Regions from separate parts of the Cyprinus carpio genome. Here region 2 is linked to region 1. The links are chromatin contacts, called in public Hi-C maps. All regions are on one chromosome and are shown on one strand. The core of a region is the stretch at or near the end of the contact, and the rest is flanking DNA. Distances in the headings are between cores, read along the strand shown. Region 1 overlaps tcf7l2 (transcription factor 7-like 2). Region 2 holds the start of tcf7l2 (transcription factor 7-like 2).

Region 1 (2,970 bases), core at 366-2,865:
CACTCTCATTTGTTATTTACAGCAGGAATAAAAGTCTTTTTTATTTAAATGGCACATTTTGTATCAATTTGGTTTCCTTCCACATTTTGAAATTTCCCTTTTTTCCAACACATAACTGCACAAATTCAGTGGGGCAATGATGATGAGTCAACAGCTAAATATGACTAATTATTGAGTTACTGCCAAATGTTATTGATGCTATACACTATAGCACATTAATAGATGGTCATCCAAAAAAATAAAAAAAAAAAAAAAATAAAAATAATAATAATAATAATATATATATATATATATATATATATATATATATATATATATTTATTTATTAAATTTTTTTATATATTATTTTGTATTAAAATATGTAAGATTAATTTTAGAATGACAGATTTTTTTTTTTTTTTTATTTTTTTTTTGTCAAAAACAGCCTGCCAATGCTTGGAAATCAAGCCAACGAAAATCATTTAGGGCTTCTTCAACAAAAACTGACATTATTATTATTTTTATTGAATATAATTAAAAATGTATAATAATTATAATAACATTAATATTAAAAATAATAATCCTACCAAATCATGATAATCTTTCCCCTACAAAGCCTTAAAAATGTTAGCCTATAACACAACAACAATAATAATATAAAATAGTTATTATTATTATTATATAAAAAAATTAAATCACTATATAATATCATATCAAAATAAAAAACAATAAAGAACTAAAATAATTGTTTTAATTTCAAAATTAAACTAAACAAATTTAAACTTAATTTCAAAATTAATAATAATAATAATAATAATATGCTGAGGAATTATTATTTTTGGAAGGGGAATGGGCCATAACTTAAAAAATAAAAAATCTGCAACAAGACCCATCGCATTCTTGTTACGCCATCAGTATCATCTACTTATTATTAGACATGAGGTGACTCTGCCCGTCTATGAGTCCCCGTAATTAACAGTAGGGTGAAAGTGTTAAGGTTAGCCTCTCGCTGATACGGTTCAATCCTCCTGACAGAGTAATTACGGGGCTGCTCAATAGCCAACCATTTCACTAAAAACTAATTCAATCCATCTTCATTTCCTCAGCTCCGCCCCTCTGATTGATGGATAGTCATCATTAGTGTGTGACAAAACACTGAGTTGAGTGTGCAGAAGGAAATGTGATCATTCCTGAGCCACTGGAGGATGTGATCACACACACACACACACACACACACCGACACACACACAAACTGCACCTGCTTATATATTACAGCGAGAGTCTGGACTAGGAGGCGGAACAGAGGGAGAGTTATGGGTCACTGACCGTGGAGCAACCTGGGAGAGAACACACACACACAAACACAGACACAAATAGAGCTGTGTGCCCAGTCATAAATGTGCACAGTGCTTGTCTAACAGAGGACTCCTCACACACACGCGAGCACTCTCCTCCAAACCTTTTTATAGCTGCGTAGACCGTTTAAAACAAGAAGACACCCCCTCATACACACACACACACTCACACAAACTCTGAGCAGTCTCATATACATCGCTTTCAAACACAAACCACAAACCACAGATTAACGGAGACTTGTCTTCTTTACTATATTTTAAGTCTATGGCTATATTCTGACCCAGCCGGGTCATATGTCTTAATTATGTGTTCTGTTTTTTCCCTCCACAGGGAAGGCACAGGCCCCAGTGCTGCTGTACGAGGCCTTAAATGAGAGCCTTGCAAACTTCATGGTTTGTGTTTGCCGACAGCATTGGAGATTACACACGTCGCTCTGAGCTTCAAGAAAGTTATTTCTGTGCCGCCACTGTCCCCATATGAAATTGCAGTCAACATGTGACAGAGTTCCTGAACCAGTCAGCCATCGGCTGAACAAACAGGTAGTCCCATCCTCAAACTCACACCATTGGATGAGCCAGTGTAGGGATAGTTTACCAAAAAATGAAAGCCATTTACTCACCCTCATGCTATTTCAAACCTGTATGATATTCTCTCAAACACAAAAGAAGATATTTAAAAAAAAAAAATTGTCAATGCAATGAAAGTAAATGGAAAGTAAAATCCCAATGCCCACCATAGTCTCAACAGCCTATCTCAGACGACTCCTAATTATCTCCATCTCAGAGAAATTAATATGCATTTCGTACAGGCAGATGGAGTCTTTGTCCATGCGTAAATCTGGGAAATCTTGATAACAGACGGCGAACACTCAGCGGCGGTACGTTGTCGACGGGGTGCGATTGCCGTGCAGCACGGCCGATCGAACAGCTAAAGGAACATGGCACTCTCACAGTGATTATCACACTCTCCTCTGGCTCCCGGTTTCGGGGTCAGTGGTGCTACTGAAACACGGCTGGCCTTGCCATTTCAATGATTGAATTTGGTCTGGATCCCTCAATCGTTTGTGTGCAGTGACCCCCGAGAGCCCCCCACGAGAACAGCCCACCATACCTCACTCATGGCCCACAAGAGAGCATCTGTACGCAAACACACAAAAGCGCTCACAGATACAAACAAACACACAGCTGAGTTCATTTACAGACACATATACACTCAAGAACTAGAGACCTGTGATGGGAAGGTACAAACTAAATAGTGATACTACTAACTTCTAACGACATTTTAGAGTTTGTAACCAAAGCTTAGCGGTTTTCAAAATAGTGGAGCTTTTCCAGTAACAAGCTTCTTTTGGAAACAATTAGTGGTAGACCAAATACTAGGTAGGTCTGATTTAGGTAGGTCTGATTCATTTGAGATAATCGTTTTTTTCAAATGGTCGATCTAAAGAGGTCAATTACAAAAATTTACAAGTTAGGGTCCTGGTATACATACACACACACAATTACTTAATAATATAATATTATAAATACATAAAAAAAAAAAACACACAATATATATACATAAAAAGTATATATATATATATATATATATATATATATATATATATATATATATATATATATAGTGCTGTATATA
Region 2 (3,124 bases), core at 452-2,951, 51 kb after region 1:
TTTCTTCAGCAGTAATTAAATTCAAAGCGGCAGAAAAAAAGGAGACTGTAGCCTAACTATAGCAGCACTTTGATTTCATTTTTAAAATATTAAGGCTGCAATTAAACTTAACATTTTAATTTCTAAGGGTTAAATGCTTCAAAATAACAGAAACGCTTTATTTTTTCACGTGTAAAAAAATCATAACAACGATAATAACGACAGTAATAACAATACTATTATTATAAATTCAAACATTCTTGTACATTTCAGTTTTAGTAATTCCGGAACACCCGCTACTGTAAATTAAACGTCTAGTCAGAATAAAACGAGCTTATCCACTAGTTATTCAAGTAAGACGATTAAAATAAATAACTCTGTAAAAATACAGAATCTAAGGCAAAGGTAACCTGCCAAGTATGCAAATATAGCCGTGGAAAATGAGAAGAAAATATAACAACAGAGTTAAAAGTTGCAGTGGCCGTGTGTTTGTGAACGTCATGAAAGCGTATTGTGCGTTCCACTGTACTCGCCGCTCGCAGGCAGCGTTCGTTCAGAGCGACAGCGGATCCGCGGGAACGGCGTGCCACTGTACAGCGTGGAGTGAAGTGTGGCAGAAGTTCACGAGCCGACCAAAGCAATCCCTAAACATGGACGTGGTGCTTTAGCTACGTGCATGTGGCTGCAGAAACACGTTAAAAACACTTACTGTGCGCGCGGTGGGTGAGAGCGATCCGTTCGGGAGGTACGGGCTCGTGAGGTCGGGAATCATTATAAATGGATAGCCCGGGTACGGTGGGCTCTTGAACAGCCCTCCATCTTGCCTTTTCGCAGCTAACATGGCGGGGGGGAAAAGAGGAAAACTTTTAGTTTAAGTTACATTCCAAAAATAAAAAAAACTTTGTACGTATGTGCAGAAGCAAACGGAACCGAGGCACCGTGTTGTTGTCCTCTGCAAAAAGATGATTTAGAGAAAACAAGCACTCACCCTCCTCTAAACTTTCTCTTGTTTTGTCTCTGAAACTTTCAGATCTAGGCGGAGGCCGTCTTTCCGCCGAAATGCAACGAAACACAGGGAATGCATTGAATAATCACAGCGAGGAGATCGTTAGCTAGTTAGCAGCGTGTTTAAACAAGAAAAGTGCATGTAAAGTTGTGGACAAGTCGCGGATTCGCGGTTATTTGTCACTTACCTCGGAATCCGAAGAGCTGTTTTGATTCGTTTCCGACTCGTTTACGAGAGAAGACTTGACATCTGCTAAATCCCTTTCTGCTGAGGAGTTCTCCGAAATCTTTTCCTCCTGCTCGCCCTCGTCTTTGAAGGAAATCATTTCATCGTTCGCACCCAGATCGTCCCCTCCACCGCCGTTCAGCTGCGGCATTTTTCCCGAGGAGCGCTAATTTTGCGGGGGGCCAAAAACACCCAAAAGTTTTTAAACCCTTGATCTTGGTGTGATCCCCGAATCCCGAGTTTTAAGTTTAGGGACTCGCAGTGGCGTTTGGCTGGATGAGTGTTCAAAACTCAAAAAGAAGAGGGCAATCTTGGCAGAAACAGAAGCCGGAGACGGAGCTGAGGCGCTCGGATTGAGGGAGTTGAAGTTGGTCGGAGTGGTTTTCAGTTCAAAGGCGGCGCTGATTGACAGATAGAGAGGGATGGAAATAGAGAGAGTCTGGATTCGGGATTATTGACAGGGAGAAACACACAAGAAAAAAAAAAAACTAATGAGATTCAAACAGGGAGGGACTTGAAGTGACGTTTTCATAAATAGAGAGGGGCAGGAAAAAGTACTGGAGGGGGAAAAGGGCTTGAGCGAGAAACATAGAGAGAGAGGGAGAGGAAAAGAGCTTTTGGTGAAGAGCAGGACAGTTAAAGCGAGTCGCCCCTGTTTGCTTTTGTACAGGAATGAATGGGAAAATAGGCGGAAGACACTTGTGCGGTAGTCTGCATGTTTCTGAGAGGCGAAACGGCACACAGCTAGAATCACATCGGCTTCCTTATTTTCTGCAGTTGTTTTAGGAGGTGTCGGTGGGCTGAAATAACCCCCCTAGCTCCAAACACCGACTCAGATAACAATACACTCTGAATTGCTCTAAATCAATCCTATTTTTGAAAACATCACTTCAAAACGATTTTACTTAAAAAGGCTTGACTTGCAAGGCATTTATATCACAGTTGTTTATGTCCTTGTATTAGTGACTTAAAATGTGTTGGCATTACCCTACGAAGCCTATATAATCTTACATAGCCTACTGATTTTTTTTTTTTTTTTTTTTTATCATTATATCAACATCTTCGTCGTCAAAAAACGTAGGCTAACTTCCCACTGCAGCTTGTCACTTTGATTTTACATAAAAAACAATTTTTTTGTGTGTATTAAAATTCCTATAAGGTAATATATAAGATAGTTATGCATAAATATTTTCCTAAAGGAAATATAAACACTTACATGCATATATATTTTCCTATTTATAAATTAATATAAAATAAGTGATTAAATTATATGAATATACACACACACACACACACACACAATGCAATTAAAATATATACACACTTGTTAAAATGAATAAAGGTCTTGTATTATATGTGTGTGTGTGTGTGTGTGTGTGTGTGTGTGTGTGTGTGTGTGTGTGTGTGTATATATATATATATATATGTATATATATATATATATATATATATATATAAAATATGTTGGTTCCGAGACAGGCTAATTAAGGGTATGCATTGTGAATAAAGACAAGGGGGAGGGGGTTGCACATCTCTTCTCTACAAAAATGCAAGAACATTTTTTTTTTTATTTGTTTGTGTGCATTTGCTTTTGATTTGTTCATTCTGGATTTTTTTTTTTAAAGTGTATGTATACATACATATATGTACAAATCATAAAAGATTAAAAAAAAAAAACCTATGGGCAGTTTGCCAAAATTGTATGAGCTATGAATTATATTCCAAAGACATTCCTGTGTGTTTTGACTAGCACTGCCTAATATCATCTGCCTGCTGACTCATAGTATTTGGTTACTTATTTAATATTTAAATTAGCAATTTCCTTACATCCATTTTAACAGGCAAGGTCACACAGGTATCAGAAAGCTTCATTCATTTCCCTATACCTGAATTTCACTGGTGGAATTATGCAGA

The links. Hi-C and Micro-C count contacts between places; a contact is called where the count stands out from the background.
Region 2: a contact with region 1 is called in a Hi-C map of skeletal muscle, with 1.9 times the contacts expected there. The contact joins the promoter of tcf7l2 here to the enhancer-like site in region 1. A contact is called at or near these places in 3 of 8 Hi-C or Micro-C datasets (liver and skeletal muscle).

What each region holds. Positions count from the first base shown.
Region 1 is chrB12:17,116,621-17,119,590 of ASM1834038v1, forward strand. All of the region lies in intron 4 of tcf7l2 (transcription factor 7-like 2), which reads right to left. Among protein-coding and RNA genes, the nearest start is that of tcf7l2, 51 kb to the right of the region's middle. Within about 2 kb of position 1,616, at least 1 of the 8 cell types and tissues checked has an H3K27ac peak or open chromatin away from gene starts, as enhancers often do. A contact at or near this core is called in skeletal muscle, where this site is marked.
Region 2 is chrB12:17,167,107-17,170,230 of ASM1834038v1, forward strand. tcf7l2 (transcription factor 7-like 2) reads right to left here and starts at 1,702. Exons shown (of 14, transcript XM_042735752.1): 1 at 1,174-1,702; 2 at 968-1,035; 3 at 689-813. The coding sequence starts at 1,361.